Linked DNA regions of Macaca mulatta: region 1 is linked to region 2. Evidence: chromatin contacts called from public Hi-C data. All regions are on one chromosome and are shown on one strand. The core of a region is the stretch at or near the end of the contact, and the rest is flanking DNA. Distances in the headings are between cores, read along the strand shown.

Region 1 (3,486 bases), core at 81-2,580, 130 kb before region 2:
CCACATTCAAGGTCCTGCTTTGTCAAAAGGGCTTCAAGAAGCTAACAGGCCTCTGACTTGTGTTTCATCCTGAAGCCCTCATTATACAAACAGATCAAAACAGAAATCCCCCCTGCCTTAATGCCCAGCACATAAAGTCCTCTTTAATTAACATACACCATTTTTCAGTGAAACAGCCTCAAGGTGTTAAAAGTGCATAAAGGTCTGAAAGCTGATGCCCAAGATAAACAGTGTGCCGAAATATATTTAGCAGAAAATTTTGAAAGCCACAGGAAAAATAAGTTTTCTTCCTGGGATGTTAACGAAGGTTTAGGTTCAGGAAACCTTCAGGAAGTAGTGAGCTGAGAAGGAATACTGCTCACCGTTTTTACCCCCAATGTAAATAAATCACTAAACCTCTTTGGTTTCCATAGGCCTGGGCTGGAGTGGAATATTTCATTTTTTCCCCATTAAACAGGCCACCCGGAGTGTTGGCATTACAGGCCTGAAAATATACCAAATCTGAATGTGCTATTTTGTTTCTGTACATTAAATCAAACTGTGTTTCAAACGGCAGTTTGTGCTAAATGGGGGGCCGATGATCCAGACTGTGCACCCTCACACACCTGAAATTGGCGCAGCGTAAATGATAGATGTTTCACCTTGGATCTCCCCGTGTCTTGTCTCCTACAGGCACGCACCCTCTGTCGTTGTTGCCCAAGGTGATGTCATGTTCATTCTAAAGGCCGCGGTTCCAAGGGGACTACACCACAAGAAGATGCCTTCAGAAAGACCCAGATTTCCTGCGGTCTCAGGTAGGCGGCAGGGAGCAAGAGAACAAGGAAAGGACCCGGCGCCACTCTCCTCAAGATGGATGCTGCATGATGTAAGTGGCTGGCTAAAATATCTGGCATCCTTGCAGTTTTAAGTTGCCAGCTAAATATTATTAAAAAGATAAAATACACGCAAACTGTGCAGAATGCAGGGCTGCTGTGTTTACATCCGGGTTTTGATGACTCAAATACTTACACTAGGGCTTGCTGAAAAGCTCTATTAAAAACACCGCTTTGTGAAAGCCCCCAGGGAGCAGGAAGAAAGCTGGGGGTGTGAAAGAGGAGAGCGGGAGGATGGTGACCCACCCAAGGACGGCCCTGAGACCTGTGCTCCGGGCTGGCACTTAAGGCCAAGGAAGTGCTTAGAGGTTAACCTCCTCTCAGCCTCGGAACCAGAGCGGGGAGGGTTAACCTTTTTCCAGAACATTTATTTCACCATCTCACTGACTAGAGGGAGGAGGGGCGGGAGGGAGAGAGCGAGAGCCTGCCGCGCAGAGAGGCTGCGGATCACAAGGCCATTCTGATAGCCTCCTGTCCCCATGGCAACTGCAACGGCATTTATCAGTTCCTTCTGCGCACAGGCACAGCAAATCTGCATTGCACATGGCAGGCTTCCAGCATTTCAAATGAAAGAGCACTTTGAACGGCTGCCAAGTTTGGAAGGAGCAGAACTGTCAGGGCTGCTTAAAGCTGGCAGTTTATACTGGGGAGGTTTTCGCTTCCCAGAATCCTCCGGGCCTGGCGAGCCGCCAAGTACTTAGCGGAAGCTAAAAAGTAACTCGCTCCCCTCCCTCCCCTCCCCTCCCCCTGCTCACGCTCCCCCTCCACACTATTCACCGCAGTGCTCTCAAAATTTTCCACATGTCCTGTGTCACCAGTGCAGACTGTACAATGAAAACCAGAACGCCGGCTGCCCACGACCAGGCTTTTATTAATAAATAACGCAGGGAGGGGGAGGAGGGGTTGGGATCAGACACTGACAGCTGGGGCACCGGGTCTCCGCGTACCTGCCAAAACCCCATAACCACTGGGTGTGAACGCGTGTGGTGTGTGTGCCTTTCAGCCTTAAAAATACATTAATAAAAATAAAAATAAAAATAAAGGGAGCCTCAGAGCTGTAGACACTTGAGTACCGGGGGAGGAGGGGTGGGTTTCGGTTGGATGGTTTGGCGCTTTATTTAGGGTAGGAATGGAGGTCTTGCAGGCAGCGTTGTTCAGATTCAGCCTTTCTAAGATCTGTAGGGAAGAGGGTTGTTATTGAGAGCTGAGCCTGTTTCTGGAGCTTTCCTTGAATCTCTCAGATGTCATGGTGAAAGCTCTGAGGCCACCGATGGGGAGTGAGTTCGGAGATGGTTTTCAATGCAAAGTTTACCAGATAACTTCTGACCGTCACGCACAGCCCAGAGCACAAGGGCTTCTGCGGGCAGAAAGTGGAAATTGGCACAGTATTCACTGTACTTTTTTTTTTTTTTTTTTTTTAATGAAAATCTACACTGAGATCAAGGGCTTGGGCTTTATTTTCCAGCACAAATAGAATGAAAATTGTCTGCCGCTTAGGCGGTTGGATAGAGTTCAGGAAAACTATGTCTGGCATTAATTCCAAAGTGGAGGTTTTGGTTCAAGCGAGGCCCATTAATTTCAGTAAACTGTTTTCACTAGTCCAGACCCTGCTGTGCAAGGACTATTTATTACCTTTTGCTAACCTGATGTCTGCAGAGTTGTAAAGCAAAGGGGGAAAAATCCAGGGTGAAGATATCTATATTTTGCATCAAATGGGTTTTGCACTTCCCTTTGGGGGCCGTGTTTTATGGGGAGTTTTCTATCCCTGGCTTTTCTTTATCAGTGCCAATTAAAAAAAAAAAAAAAAAAAAACTCCATCTTGCAATGAATTAGGAAAAAAAAAAAATCCTGATGGAGAGGAGTCTGGTAAGAGCAAATACCCATCTCCCGCCTCCTTCAGAAGGGCACCTCCCAGCCACAGGGATGTTTCGTGTCCCTGTCTTCAGCTCCCAGGCTGCAGGTCCACTGCAAAGCCCTGACATGATTCACCCTGACGATCGGGTCTAAAATACACCAAGACAGTCAATTTTGGCATTTGTTCTCCCTTAGGAATTTTACTAGCTGCCTTAGAAAAGCACATAAATTACTTCCCCCTCCCTCTCTTTTTTCCGTGCCTCCTCTCTTCATCCCTGCCCCCTACAAGTCCATCTTGATGTCATTTCAAAGAGAAGGATGAAAAGGGGGGATTTGTCAGGCAGTCCGGTTTGAGTGTGTCTTGCCAAGCCCCAACGCGCGCGCGTGCACGCGCGCGCGCACAGACACACACCAGCTGAAAATGCTAATCAGAATTAAAAGCCAGTGAGTACTATTAAAGCATCAAACATGAAGACCTAGAGAAGGAGGAAGGTAATTGGGGGTGGGGGTAGAGGGAGTGGGAATGAAGTAGAATTCCGTCCTCTGCACTGACTTACTAAAATAAAGGCGGGGAGAGGTAGCGGTAACCCCGATTTGGTCACCTTGTCAAATTTATTGGTCTTTCCTTTTAACTACCCCCCCAACCCCACATCTCCCCACCTCCCTACCCCCAACGCCTCACCCCGCCCCAACACAGTCAAGTTTTGTGCCATTCCCAAGTGTGATTAATCTCTGGCAGAGGCCAGAAACAGGAGTAGGT
Region 2 (3,688 bases), core at 3-2,502:
GAGGCTGAGGCAGGTGGATCACTTGATTTCAGGAGTTTGAGACCAGCCTGAGCAACATGGTGAAACCTCGTCTCTACTAAATATAAAAAAGTAGCTGGGTGTAGCTGTAGTCCCAGCTATTTGGGAGGCTGAGGCAGGAGAATCACTTGAACCTGGGAGGCAGAGGTTGCAGTGAGCTGAGATCATGTGCTATTGCACTCCAGCCTGGGCAACCAGGACAAAATCCTGCCTCAGGAAAAAAGAAAGAAAAAGAAAGATGGATGTGTTCCTAGGAAAGGCATTGCTTCTCACCACACCCTCCTACCTGCTGAGCCATCATCTCACAGTGCTAGCCATGACCCCCTCATCACCCCCTACCGAAACACCACCTCCCCGCCCCCGCAACTCCCCACACCACTGAAACACAGCCTGGTCTCTTCCAAGTCAGGTTTGTCCTTGTTACAAAATGATCATTGTAAGAAAAAGGAACAAACCCATAGAGTAGAACTCACACCTACTCCTATCATCCAGAGAAAGCCCCTGCTGACATTCTGAGTTTTTTCTCGGAAATCGTACCTCTTTATGTTTTGTTTTGTTTTTATTGTTTTTTTGAGATGAAGTCTCGCTCTGTTGCCCAGGCTGGAGTGCAGTGGTGCGATCTTGACTGCAACCTCCACTTCTCCGGTTCAAGAGATTCTCCTGTCCTCAGCCTCCCAAGTAGCTGGGATTACAGGCGCACGCACCACACTCTGTTAATTTTTGTATTTTTAGTAGAGATGGGGTTTCGCCATGTTGACCAGGCTGGTGTCAGAGTCCTGACCTCAGGTGATCCACTCACCTCGGCCTCCCAAAGTGCTGGGATTACAGGCATGAGCCACTGTGCTCGGCCCGTATTTTATGTTTTAATAATCCCTCTGCACATGCTGTTTTGTACCCTGCTTTTTTTTTTTTTTCCTGCTCAATTACATATCTTGAACATCTTTCCAGGCCATTAACTATTCTTCTACCGGGTATGTCGATGGCTGCCCAATATTCCATAAATAAATCAGTGTTTATTTAACCAGCCTACTGATTGCTAGACATTTTGTACCTCATTCTTGACTTTGTTTGAATCTCGGCTCTGCACTTAATAGCTGTGTGCTAACAGGAAAGTCACTTCTGCTTTCTGAGCCTCGGTTTGCTCATCTGCCCGCTGAGCAGCCTAATGCCCCAGTGCCCTTAGGCATTGCCTCGAAGATCTGAGTTGGTGGATGACGCAGCGCTTGGCTTGATGCCGGTGACACATCCCCCTAAGTGTTTTCTCAGTGTGAGTCCTCATCAGCTTCTCTGCTGTGCCTTCTTCAGCTTGTTTGCGAGTTCCTGGTTCATCCTGACCACCCTGAAAGGCCGCCCTGGGTCTTCGCATAACTCATTCTCTCTCCTGGTTCCCAGCAGGAGCGTAGGAATGAGTGCTCGTCCTGGACTCTGGGCTGGGAACTAGCACCCAGTGGGGACTGGACTAGGAAGGCTTGGGCCAATTTCTTTTCAGGCCAGGTTTGGATTTCAGGTCAGTTCTCTTAGGACAGAGCCCTTGGGAATTCCCATGGTGTGAATGTCCTGGGCCAGCGGGAATGACTGCTCGCCCCCCACTTCCAAGGTGAGTGTGAAGGTCTGCCCCGGCCCCTGGTGCATGCCAAGCTGTGTGCTCCTACCTTGATGTCCAGAGATGTGACCCTCCCAGACTGTGGGTGTGCTCCAGGAGCCTCCCACACCTGCCACAGGCCACTCTTTCTGGGGCTCTCTGTGTGAGGGTCTGGCCTTGCCTGCCCTAGACCAGCTCAGGAATCCTTGCTTCTTCAGCCAAGCCTCCCCTCTGTCCAGCCACTGGCGTGACTCATCACAGGGCCCATTTCTACTGCAAGAAGAAATGCTCAGACCCACGCCCCTGGTTACAAAAGAGGCCACTCAGCTGAGGATCTGCTTCCAACAACTGGGATGCAGACCCTGAATAACCCCAAGTAGAAAACGCGTGTATAGAGCTTGTGTGCGCAAGTACACACACACGCATTTCCTCACGTACCCTCCCACACGCTCTCACTCGCTCTCCAGCCTGCCCATCCTTATCCGCTCACACATTCACACACATGTGTGCACGCACGCAACTACCCTGTGCTGTGCCAGACAGCAGTTAAACTCTGACTCGGCTTATGTTTTTCGTCATGCTGTTCTGAGAAAAAAGAGAATGTGTTTGGAGAGACCCCAGCTGCCAGACAGCAGTGCTTTTTTTTTTTTTTTTTTTTTTTCTAATTTTGGTCCCATAGGTCAGATCTCAATTTTCTTTACTCCTTGAGCAGTGAAAGAGAAAGAGGCAACACTGTAAACCAGAAATGAGACAGAAGCCTGGTGCAGTGGTGTGCACCTGCAGTCCTGAATACTCAGGAGGCTGAGGCTGAAGAATTGCTTGAGGCCAGGAGTTTGAGTCCAGCCTGGACAGCATAGTGAGACGTTGTCTCTAAAAAAAAACTAAAAGAAAAAAAAAAAAACCTGTGAGACAGACACCTCCACCCTGTGACACCCTGGTTATCTGATTGCCCCTGGTGCACACTCTTGAGTAGGATACAGAGATTCTTACCTCCTCTTGACCTACATAAGCATATAGCAGGTCAGAGTGCTGGAGGGAGGTGGAAAGGGGTCATGAGAGAGAAGACTCAGGACTGGCTTTGGGAAGGAAGCAGGAATGGAGATGGGCTTGGATGGATGGAGAAAATCTCATCAGAAAAGGCTGATGTGATAGCTCACACCTGTTATCCTAACACTTTAGGAGGCCAAGGTGGGAAGATTGCTTGAGGCCAGGAGTTTGAGACCAACCTGGGCAACATGGTGAGACTCCCTCTCTACAAAAAATAAAAAAAATTACATGGGCGTGGTGGCCCACACCTATGGTCTCGGCTACTTGGGAGGTTGGGAGGGGACAATCACTTGAGCCCAGGAAGTAGAGGCTGCACTGAGCTGTGATTGTGCCAAGACACTTTAGCCTGGGTGACAGCATAAGACTTTGTCCGAAAAAAAAAAAAAAAAAAAGGCTTAACTATCCATCCCCCTCTAAGTCCAAAACCAGTACAGAATCAGCCTAGAAACCTTTATAATCTAATTTAACCTAATAGTCAAATATTTACTGAGGGTCTACCATGTGCCAGGCACTGTCAAAAGAAAGGATACCAAACATCCCGTCTTCTGAGCCTCCCCAGGGGAGCGCTGTCACCCTTTGGTTATATACTTCCCACGCTTTCTGAGACAGGGTCTTCTCAGATGGGCTGGTCAGCACCGTCCTGAAGCTTCTTGGGGACTATTTGTCTGTGTAGCAGAAGTGCAGGAGAGCTGTCAGGAGTTGGAGGACTTGTAACTGCTTCTTACTCTCTTCCTACAGCACAGTGGTTCACAATCTGGGAGATTTTGTCCTTCAAGGACATGTAGCAGTATCTGAGACATTTTTGGTTGACATACATAGAGGAGGTGCTACTGACATCTAGTGGGGAGAAGTCAGGGATGCTTGTAACCCCCCTGCAAGGCACAGGACAGCCTCCACAATGAAGAGGGAGCTGGCCCCAACTGTCATCAGAGCTGGGGCCAAGAAGCACTGCTGTAGCATATCAGTTCTGGTTGCTGTGATGGTGATTCCTTAATAGCATCTCTCACCATTTTTCTTTCTTTCCTTCCTTCCTTTTTTTTT

The links. Hi-C and Micro-C count contacts between places; a contact is called where the count stands out from the background.
Region 1: a contact with region 2 is called in a Hi-C map of fibroblasts, with 2.8 times the contacts expected there. The contact joins two enhancer-like sites. A contact is called at or near these places in 6 of 14 Hi-C or Micro-C datasets (CD4 T cells, blood, cortical neurons and 2 more).

Annotation. Positions count from the first base shown.
Region 1 is chr7:150,249,900-150,253,385 of T2T-MMU8v2.0, reverse strand. LOC106999500 reads left to right here. Exons shown (of 6, transcript XM_077938824.1): 6 at 673-943. Among named protein-coding and RNA genes, the nearest start is that of IRF2BPL, 12 kb to the right of the region's middle. Within about 2 kb of position 1,330, at least 35 of the 40 cell types and tissues checked have an H3K27ac peak or open chromatin away from gene starts, as enhancers often do.
Region 2 is chr7:150,123,160-150,126,847 of T2T-MMU8v2.0, reverse strand. No RefSeq gene overlaps it. Among named protein-coding and RNA genes, the nearest start is that of ANGEL1, 40 kb to the right of the region's middle. Within about 2 kb of position 1,252, at least 9 of the 40 cell types and tissues checked have an H3K27ac peak or open chromatin away from gene starts, as enhancers often do.